Linked DNA regions of Sus scrofa: region 1 is linked to region 2. Evidence: chromatin contacts called from public Hi-C data. All regions are on one chromosome and are shown on one strand. Each heading gives the region's core, a stretch centred on a gene start, on an enhancer-like site or on the middle of the called end of the contact. The rest is flanking DNA. Distances are from core to core; before and after follow the strand shown. Region 1 holds the start of SEC61A1 (Sec61 translocon alpha 1 subunit). Region 2 holds the start of CHCHD4 (coiled-coil-helix-coiled-coil-helix domain containing 4).

Region 1 (5,354 bases), core at 2,523-5,022, 1.9 Mb after region 2:
ACAGCATGCTAACATTCTTTCCAAATACTCTGACCTCTACCTAAAGCCAAAGCCTGTAATTTCACTGCAGGCAGCCAGTTCAGCCCACACAGTACAGAACTGGTGCAGAGGGCCAGTCCTACCTCTGTTTGAGGCAAGGATCACTCTCATCCAATAGAAAGGGTCGGCTGAGTCTGAAGACATGATGCCAAACAGGGGGATCTGGAAACAAGCAGAGAGCAGTCAGTGCCCTGGTCTTAGCCAACCCCCTGTCCTACCCCCACCCCTCCTGGGGAGGCCAAGCCCTGCTCACCTGGCAGCAGACCAAGAAGATGAAGAGGGTGATGGCAGTCCATAGCACTTTCTCCTTAAACTGAATCTACAGTAGAAAAGAATAGACGAAGGCAAGAAGTTATCTTCCTGAGCAAATTAACAGAAATGGACTCTGATCAGACCCTTTCTCTGTTCACCAAAGAAGCAAGACTTGAACTCTCCAAACCACATACCAAATGGAGGCACCAAAACGTAAATACATGTACTGTGTGCTTTCCACATACAAGGCACAGACACAAAGACCTTCACGAGATCTCATTTAATTCTCACAGCATGTAACATTATTATTTTATAAAACTGAATCTTAGAAAAGCTAAGTAATTTGTCCCAAACCCCACAGCTATAATGGGTTTGAATCCAACGCCTGTGCTCTTAACCATCTGCACGAACAGTTTAGGATTGGTCACCAAAATCAAAGACTGTTGTAATAGAAAGGGATTCCAAATCGGACAAGCCCTTACAACATAGGAGCAACAACTTTTCATCTGAATTCAATTCATTTTGTTATTGACAAAATCTTGATATTCTGGAGTCAACTAATTTGGAATTTGTGATTATTAGTGTATTCGTCATGAATTAAGGGTAAAACAATGTAATAAACACTGGAGAAGGGAAGGAGAGCTGCATGGTCAAGCTATTCACTGACTACTAAGAGCATCTGTTTCAGAGTTTTCCTATCTCCTCAGACCTGACAGTAGGACAGGTGACTGTTCAGTCATTTTACGAATGACTAATAAGCATTGTAGAAGAGAGCCACTCTAGTACTGAGCAGCTAAGGGGGACTATCCCCAGTCCTCTGCTCTAAAGCCTAAGTGTCTTCACTAGCCTGCACAGCAGGAATGGCTGTAACGGGCTTAGAATGACTGTATTATAGTAATTACTGTGTGGACTAAGGAAGTGAAAGTGGAAACAACTTGTGAGCGGCAGTACTAAATGAACAAAATTGTGTTCTTGGAGTTCCTGTCATAGCTCAGTAGAAACAAATCTGACTAGCATCCATGAGGACACAGGTTTGATTCCTGGCCTTGCTCAGTGGGTTAAGGATCTGGCATTGCCATGAACTGTGGTATAGTAGCAGATGTGACTCAGATCTGGCATTGCTCTGGCTGTGGTGTAGGCCAGCAGCTGCAGCTCCGATTGGACCCCTAGCCTGGGAACCTCCATATGCGAGGCCCTAAAAAAAAAAAGGTGTTCTTAAAAAATACTCTTTTGGCATTCCTGTTGTGGCTCAGCAGAAACAAGTCCAACTAGTATCCATGAGGATGTTGGTTTGATCCCTGGCCTTGCTCAGTGGGTTAAGGATCTGGTATTGCTGTGAGCTGTGGTGTAGGCTGCAGACACAGCTTGGATCCTGCATTGCTGTGGCTATGGTATAGGCCGGCAGCTGTAGCTCTGATTTGGCCCCTAGCCAGGGAACTTCCATGCTGCAAATGCGGCCCTAAAAAGACAAATAAAATAAAATAAAATACTCTTTTAAGCTGAGGTCTAATTAAGCATGGAACCAGAGTCCTGATTCTCTGGTCAGCACTGGCTGTAGTACCTTTGTGTCGACCACTGTCCACAGGCCTCAGCAAGACAAGCACATAAAGGCGACAGGGATGGATATTCAGATACTGCGTGAGAGAATGGGCTGAATTCATAGACTGGTCTTCATGCGAATGCTCCCTTTCCTCCTCTCACTCACCAAGAGAGTAAGGAGGCAGCCAAGAAAAGGCAACACAACTACAGGCTGACCAGTAACATAACATGCTTGCACTGAAATGATTCTTTACAGGAAAAAGGAGTGGACAATTTTTACAGACTCACTTTTTTAATAACCAAGCCTCCTCTCCCGTATGCAGCTAAGTTCAACAGGAAAAAATTAAAAACTGTTTATCCAGTGTTGTCTACTGTGCCCCTTAATAGCCCCCAACCCACCCATGTCTCCCAGCCCACTCCCACAGTTCACTCTCTACTGCAAACGCCTCTCAACCACCAAATCTACTATCCCGCCCCAGAAGCAGCTTCCTAATCTGTCTGGCTCCCACTGTTTCTCAGCCACACTTTCTGTTCTGTTGATACTGAACCACATCTAACACCCTCCAGCTACTGATCTCCTTAAGCTTAGCATGTTCTATATTCCTTATGCCTAGAATTCCTTTCCCCCTTTTTAAGGAAAATATTCTGCTGTAAAAACCACCATCAGACATCATGTCTCCCATGGTTAATCCCTTCCAGAGCCACTGTGCTGTACCCTGCACATACTTCCACTGCTTCATCCACCACACTCAGTTACAAGACCAAGGTCACACAGTTATTAAGAGACTGTGCGAAGGATAGGTCCCAAGCACAACCCTGCCTCCAGAGCTAGGCTGCTGGGGATGGACAGACAGATGGGGATGGGGACACACACACATACAACTTTGCCTATTAGCCCATCAAAGCCAGCACATATGTGGGGCATACAGAAAGAATGCAACAATGAAAATATATTACTGTTAATTCTCTTTAAGAAACCAATGAAATTTTTCTTCTTTGTTTAATAGTTTTACATACAATGACAACACTCACTGTCTTCGCCTGTAGCTAACTGTGCAGCAGTGGAAATTCTGATAAAGATTCAGCAAAGCTCTACATTTCTATCTTTCCAGGTTTTAAATCACCAGCAGTAAAAGCAGGCTTCACAGAATGAATGCCCTTGTTCTCAGTAACGGGACAGCCCACAGAAACGGTACTAACTCAACCATACAGAGTAAAGTGACTACTCTTAGCTTCCTGTAGCAGCTGGATACAAGGAGCATCTCCTGGAATACTGACCAGTCCACGACCTGCTTCTGTTGGAGCTGAAGGAGCAAGGGCTCCACCTAAGCACCCTGAAGCTCCTGAGGCCCTATCCACTCGGGCCAGGATCCATTTTCCGGGCAGGGAAAACCCGAGGCTCTGCTCACCGGTGTAACCTCTGCAAACGACGCTCCAGAAAAGCACGGCGGCTCGGCGGAGGCTCCCACACCGGCAGGCCACTTGGCTCCGCTCGGGGCAAGGGGGGTCCACTCGGCGTGTCGGGGTCATTTGAACGGGGTGCAGGCAGTTTCCCACGCCTTCCCTGAACTTACCTTCCGCTCCGGCTTCTGAATTTCTGGCAGGATGACACAGAAGGGCTTGATGACCTCCAGAAACTTGACTTTGAGAGGAGAAACAAAACAGTGTTAGGGCTGAGGGTCCGCGTGCCGCCCCGGGAAGCCGTCTGCCGGGCCAGGTGGGGCAGGGCGGGGGACAGGGTGGGCTTCGTGGCTGGGGCAGCGGGGTCCCGTTCCCGCCCGCGTCGCCGAGGCTGCCCCGAGGGACTCACTCGCCATGGCGGCGGCTGCTGGGCTCCAGGTCGGGCTCCGGGTCGCGCTCCGGCTCCGCTGCGCTGCGAGTGCAGCTCTACTGCCCGCCCGGCCTGGTCCGGGGCGCCGCGCCTCGCCGAGAGACACGTCAGTGATAGCGCCGCGGCCGGGCTCTTCCGCTTCCGCTTCCTGCCACGCTCTGCGGCCGCGCACCGCCTGCACAGGTACCACAATTCCCGGCGTACAGCGGGGCCCCGAGGCCGATGAGGAGGAGGGCCGGGGTCGGGGGGGTCGGGGGGCGGGGCGTGCGGCTGCGCAGTCTGGTCCGCGAGCGCCGAGCAAGGATACCGACTCACCTCTGTGCTCCTCGCAGCACCGGCGACTAGTTACGCCTTAGATTCTGACTTCTTTGGAGCAGGCCTGTCCCGGCGCTACCTAGGTGCCCGGTACTCACCAGGTGTGCGGTGGCGGGGCGACAGTGGCACCCGTTTGTGGGGTTTTTGAGCGAGGCCGGGGCCCAGTTCGTGGTCAGGAGGCTCCTGGGAGGAGCCGGGTCCTGGGTCCAGGGAGGCCTCCGGGAGGAGGCGCCCCAGGGTTGCGAGCGCAGCACCTGGTGTGACTGCCCGAGATCGTGGAAAGAGAGAAGTCGTCTTTGGCTGGAGCCAGGGCTGTGTGAAGGGGAACCTTACGATTTAATGGTCTTGGGGCCGGGGCGGGGCGATGGTGCTAGACGGTGAGTTCATTTTCCCGGCACCTGCAATCCACGGTGGCCCATGGTAGGTACTCAGAAAGAAGGGAAAGAGACTGCGCTGCCCGCATCTAGAGGAGGGAGGTTTCTTGGAGCGGTCTGCATCCGTACTGGTAGAAGTTGGAGAAGCAGATGTGGCAAGATGCTTTGTGCAGTGTTAACTTAGGGATTGTTATTTCAGTTTTTCCCTTCCTGTTTTTAGCAGTTAGCCAGGACTTGTAAATCCTTGATTCAGAAGTTTTTGTAAAACAGGAAGTCTTTTCTACAAGGTTTTTGAAAACCTGACCCATGGGTGGAAAATTCAAGTGACTGCTGGAACTTCTTGAAATGACTCAGGTGTGGCATCATTTGATACTTTTCCTCACAGGGAAAAGTAAGCTCTGCTACTCTTTTAGGGCTGCTTCTGAGATCACGCCCCATCTTCCGGTCCAGGATTCCTTCATAATCTCCTCTGGGGTTTTGGCCAGAAACTGAAACTGTCAGCCGCTGTACTAAGTTCAGCAGATAGATCAGAGCTGATATTTAGCCCATATGCACCCTGAACCATACTGATGGTGAAAACATTGAAATACTTAATGGTAAAGTGTATCGTGGTAAATGTATTGTTGCAGTCAGCTAATACAAGTTTTCATATAAAATCATTGGTTTGTACTGACAGTTTTTAAGACATTAGTACCATAGAAAATGGGCTTCCACAGAATTTGTAGTTCCCATTGTGGCTCAGTAGGTTAAGAACCTGACTAGTGGAATTCCCCTTGTGGCACAGCGGAAACAAATCCAACTAGTATCTGAGGATTCAGGTTTGATTGATGGCCTCGCTCGGTAGGTCAGGGATCTGACGTTGCCGTGAACTGTGGTTTAGGTCAGACTCAGTTCAGATCCTGCGTGGCTGTGGCTGTGGTGTAGGCTGGAAGCTATAGCTCCGATTTGACTCCTAGCCTGGGAACTTCCATATGCCATGAGTGTGGTCCTAAAAAGCAAAAAAA
Region 2 (4,901 bases), core at 1,463-3,962:
CTAGGCACCACTTGTCCTGTGTTCAGAAATGGTCTTGACCTTCCAGGCCATTTGGAAACATTAGTGGAGCAATTTGCTGCAGGCAGGAGGGGACCATCAACCATCATAACGATGACAATGGCAAACACTCCAGTCTATCACATGGACAAGCCCAAGGAGAGGGTGCTATCACGACCCCATTGCACAGATGAGAAAACAAACTGAGGCTCAGCAGTTACATCACCAGGCGAGATCACACAGCCTCTAAGAAGTGGACTTAGGATTCACACCTGGGCAGGCTGGAGGCCACTTTCCTGTTACCCTGCTCTGGACTGCATTCCTAACTTCTCGGGTCATAACAGGAGTTGAACACTAGGAGCCGGCTGCAGGCAGCACAGGATAGCAAAAGAAATCAGCCCCATTACCACCTGTGCAACCCCACCTTGGGGGTGGGAAGACCTAGCTTCTTCCTGGGCCTCCCCTCAGCACATACCTAGGAGCTGACTTCAAGATAAGGGGCTCGAAGATGGCTGTAAAGGAAAGGAAGAAAGTGCCCCTCAGGCTGGGAGCAGCATGGCATGCCCAGCTCACACTCTGAACCAAATTCCCAGCAAATGTGGATGGTCATGGAGATTTCCTCCCTGCCTGCTCCCCACTCACTACTCCAGGATCAGAAGCAATGAGCAGTGAGCTGTGGGAAGAGCTCTGCATCTGGGCCCTGAAAATCACCCGCTGTGTACCCCTGGGTAAGCTGCTCCACCTCTCTGCTCTGGTTTGCTCATTTGGAATGGAGATGGTAACCGTATCAACGGACGGCTGTTTCAGTGAAGAAGAATTCTGCTGCCTCCCTGCTCCACCCCACCATCTTCCTTCTTCCTCACATGGCTTGATGCCCCCAAATGTGGACCGCATTGCTGGGTGAATCAACAAAGACTTGGCAGCAGAGGATACCCACATTCATTTACATTCCTTGACAAAGGTCAGGATACCAACATACCCAAGATGGTCTCTGTCCACTAGGACTGTGCGGATAAACTCTACTTTTTTTTTTTTTTTTTAATGTATTAAGTACGAACCTATAGTGCATTAAGTGTGTTAAGCATGGTTTTCCTTTAAATTTCAGGTTAACTGATCCTATGAGGAAACATAAACCTCAAGAGATTAAGACCACTTGTCAGCCCGACTCCAAAGCCTGCTACGCTCACCCAAGATGTAGCCTGCCAGGCTGGCTCTGCAACCCTGGGCAGGGCCTTTCTCTGCTGGGAAAGTTCCCTATCTGTAAAGTGGTCATTATGGAGGGGGGGCTGGCGGTCTCCTGACTGCGCTCTGCCGAGGGAAGACCCTGGGTCTCCCGGACCACCTCTGAGGCTTTTCTAGGTGCTTTTTCAAAGGCTTCTTGGCCTCCCAGACAATGCAAACTCAGGCAAAGTGTGCTGGGGCTGTGGGTGAGGCAAACCCTGGCTTCTCAGGGGGTGTGGAAGGCAGAGAGGACCTTGGGGACAGAGGAAGGGCCTGTTAAGAGGGTGTGAAAGGCCAAGAGAGAGAGTGGTTAGGACATGCCACCAAAGCAGGAGGGAGGGAGTGCCTCAGCTGGCTGGGCTCCGAGCTGGCACCAGAGGCACTTTTGCAGAAGACAGGAACATGAGTCACCAGCTTCTCCCACACCCAGCACCCTGTTGGCAGGTGCCCCTCGGTTTGTTGAATGAATGTGGGGCTTAAATAGAAAGGTTCCTCAGAAAAGCAGGGAGAAAAGCAGCTGCCTTTCCAAGGGCACCGCCCTCAGCCAGGGCCTTTCCAACCAAGCCAAAGCCAGGAAGACGAGGGGCCAGCAGTAGGGAAATGCTCCCTCTCCCAGTCATGCTAACTCCTCTGCTCCAAACTAGTCTGCCCCTCTGCACAACATCAGAGCCTTGGTTTACATACTCCCTGGAGCGGGGACCTCAGTGCCTGCTAGGACAGTGCGTTTCTGGACAGCTTCACCAGGGCGATATCTGCCTCCCCACACACCCCATGGGGGACTCCTGTCTGAAGTCCCGTCCAACTCTCAAGTCCGCAAATGTGAGAATCCCAAAGGCGCAGGCGGGAACCGAGAAGGAAAGAAGGAGCTGCGCGGAGGCGCCGCACATAAGCGGACCCGGAGACAGAGCCACACCTCCAGAGGTTGCGTCTCTACCACCACGCGCCCCCGAGGAGGACGTGGACCACCGGGTGCTGACCGCACGTACGGACGACCTGGCTGCCCTGCCGGAAGGAGCGGACCCGGGAGCGAGAGGGAGGAAGGGCCGGCTGCACGGAGGCGGTTAGCCGCACAAGGGGCTACGGCGGGCGGCCGGGAGAGTGGACGAGGCAGCCTGGGTGTGGCCGGCGAAGCCGGGGACACTCACGTTCGCAGCCATGGCAGGATCCGGTCACCGCCCGCCTCACTCGGCTCAGCAAGAAAACGGACTTACGGCTGCACCACGGAATCCCGCCACCTCTCGACAGCCAGATGGCGGCCAAAAGGCGCGGGAAGCCCGGAGCCCTAGGATGCGCTACAGAGCAACGCCCCGCAAGCCGCGGTTTTTCTGCTCTCGCCCGCCGCGCCTCCTCCTGGGAAACGTAGTCTGGTGCCCTCTCCGGAAGTTGCAACCTACCCGGTACCTCACTGGTGCACCTGCGCATTGCAGGTCATTCTGGGAATTGCAGTTCCTTCTGTCTAGGGAGTTGCTCGGCGGCGCGCGGCCTGCTGGGAAATGTAGTTCCCGGTTGAGAAGGCCGGGCTAGGAGCTCCGAGGCAGGCGCGCGGAGGGCAGGCCTGGAGGGGGCGGGTCCGCACGGGCCTCCCAGCCGCCCGCCTCGCCGGGGAGAGGTCACGGCGTGAGGCAGCCACCGCGATCACCGCGAGGTTGGAGCGCCGGGCTGCACTATGGCCTACTGCCGGCAGGAAGGTAGGAGGGCGGGGTACCTAGAGACGGCCTACGAGGGCCTGCAGGGAACAGGCGGATTGTGCGGCCCCCGCGCCCCACCACTGGTGCGGAAGATAGTCCTCGGACCCTTGCGTCGGGTCTCCATCCCCGCTTTACAGATGGGCAGCGGGGAGAAGCGAGGCGGTCCAAGGTCACCGTGAGGCTCGAACCCGGACGTCTGAGGGACCACCACGTGAGAGAGCTCTTAAATTAGGCCTGGGGGTCGGAGGAGTGCGAGCGCGCTGCCGCTGGCTCCTAACGGAGAGTTTATAGGTATTAATTGTTACTATGGCGCTTACCCACACCACGTGTTCCGGTTTGCGCCGCCCGTCAACAGTCCTGGAAAGTCGCCCTCGGCGTGCTCTGTGCTGCGGCGTGGAGTACCGCCCGAGGGGACCGGTCAGGCGCTGGTGCGCCCTAAGCCAGGCCCTGTTCATTTCCCGAGAGTAAACAGCGACCCAGAGGTGACTAGGCTAATGCCATGATGCCGGCAAGTCCGGAAGCTGGGGTTGGACCCCCGCGGTCTGATTCCAGAGCTGCCCAGCCTGGTGACCAGTGGATTCCAGGGAGCCTTCCGTTGGGAAGACAACCCCCCAAAAAAACAAAACTAAATAGGTTTCTGTCTATGGTCTCTCTCCTTGTTACCTCTCCTGGAACCCCAGAAGTCTCCAGGCCAGGGGTTCGAGGGCCTCCGCGCACAACCGCTAACTGGCTCTTTGTCCCTGAGCTGTCACCCAGCCCCTCCAAGGCCCAGTGTTCAGTCTTGTAAAATGAGAAGTAGGCCTTCCTTCCTTCTCCACATATTCATGAAGCACCTTTTTAGTGCCAGGTGAGGGTGATGGTGAACACCTGAGACTTTAAAGCTCCAGAGAGAGCTGGAACTCTCCCTGAAATTCTTTAATGAATAGTCTAGCTCCCTCAGGTCATTGAGGGACCCTTAAGCCCAGAGATGGAGGTGATCTACCCAAGGTCATGCTTAGGTAGGAAAACAGCTCAATCTAAAATGCTAGGCCTTTCCCCCAGTACCCCATTCTGCTTCCAGAACCCTCCTTCCCTGGGTCATAAAGTCATAATACTCACGATGTCTCTAATGAGTGCTATTTTAATTGATTGATATTTAACTCTGCCTTGAGCAAAAGTCCTCTGCCCTCACCGCTTTGTTAGAGAGTAGGTCTCTTGTTTTTTATTGCCTTCTGAGTCTACTTTACTTCATCATTTAGCAATTTTTTTTTTTGAGCCTTGTGGGCTTAATGAGGCCATGCAGATAAACAGACCCTCCTTGTCCCTGAGGATTTCTGGAAGTCCAAGGCAGGTGTTTATCTACCACCAAATGGTAGGTCATATCTTTTCCTGGGTCAAAGATCTCTCTTAGTATTGGGGGTGAGAACTGAAAGCATTCATTTTTAGGCCTTCCCTAGTTTTTAATATTATCCATGCCATGGTCCCCTAAATCCTAAAAAACTTCTTTTCTACCTAGCAATTCTTTCTGTTTCCCATGGGACTTAGAGAAGTGATCCCAAACGCCTGATTGAGGGCTTGTGTGATGGAGCCCCCACCTGATCCGTCCCCAGCTGGTCTCTAATCACCCACTGCTGACCAGCCACACTGGCCTCAGCTGTTCCCTTTGCCTGGGTGCATCCTTCCTCCAGGTCTCTTCCCACGGCTGCCTCCTCATCCTTTAAGATTCAGCTTCTCAGTAAGGTCTTTCTTGACCCTTTGTGTCTTTCACTTCCTAAACTATGAAATTACCTGATTTGTTTTGGTCATCTTATTTCCTGTCTTCTAGCAGCATTTCCTGTCTTCTGAGAGCATTAGATGGGCCATACCCCTGGCACCTGGCACCTTTACCCAGTGAACCCGTGCATACGCTTTCCCTCTGTTCTAAGTGAATCACATTGACTTCAGGGGTGCCCTGCCCCTATCCCAGCCTTTGGAGTAAAGGCCTCAGCTGGGTGTTCAAGGTGTTGGGCAGTGTGG

Evidence for each region. Hi-C and Micro-C count contacts between places; a contact is called where the count stands out from the background.
Region 1: a contact with region 2 is called in a Hi-C map of liver, with 7 times the contacts expected there. The contact joins the promoter of SEC61A1 here to the promoter of CHCHD4 in region 2. A contact is called at or near these places in 1 of 5 promoter capture datasets (liver) and 1 of 47 Hi-C or Micro-C datasets (liver).

What each region holds. Positions count from the first base shown.
Region 1 is chr13:72,266,069-72,271,422 of Sscrofa11.1, forward strand. SEC61A1 (Sec61 translocon alpha 1 subunit) reads right to left here and starts at 3,773. Exons shown (of 12, transcript NM_001244354.2): 1 at 3,641-3,773; 2 at 3,405-3,472; 3 at 293-358; 4 at 123-201. The coding sequence starts at 3,647.
Region 2 is chr13:70,414,614-70,419,514 of Sscrofa11.1, forward strand. It overlaps CHCHD4 (coiled-coil-helix-coiled-coil-helix domain containing 4), which reads left to right and starts at 2,713. Exons shown (of 3, transcript NM_001243499.1): 1 at 2,713-2,906. The coding sequence starts at 2,885. TMEM43 (transmembrane protein 43) reads right to left here and starts at 2,600. Exons shown (of 12, transcript XM_021069380.1): 1 at 2,364-2,600. The coding sequence starts at 2,375.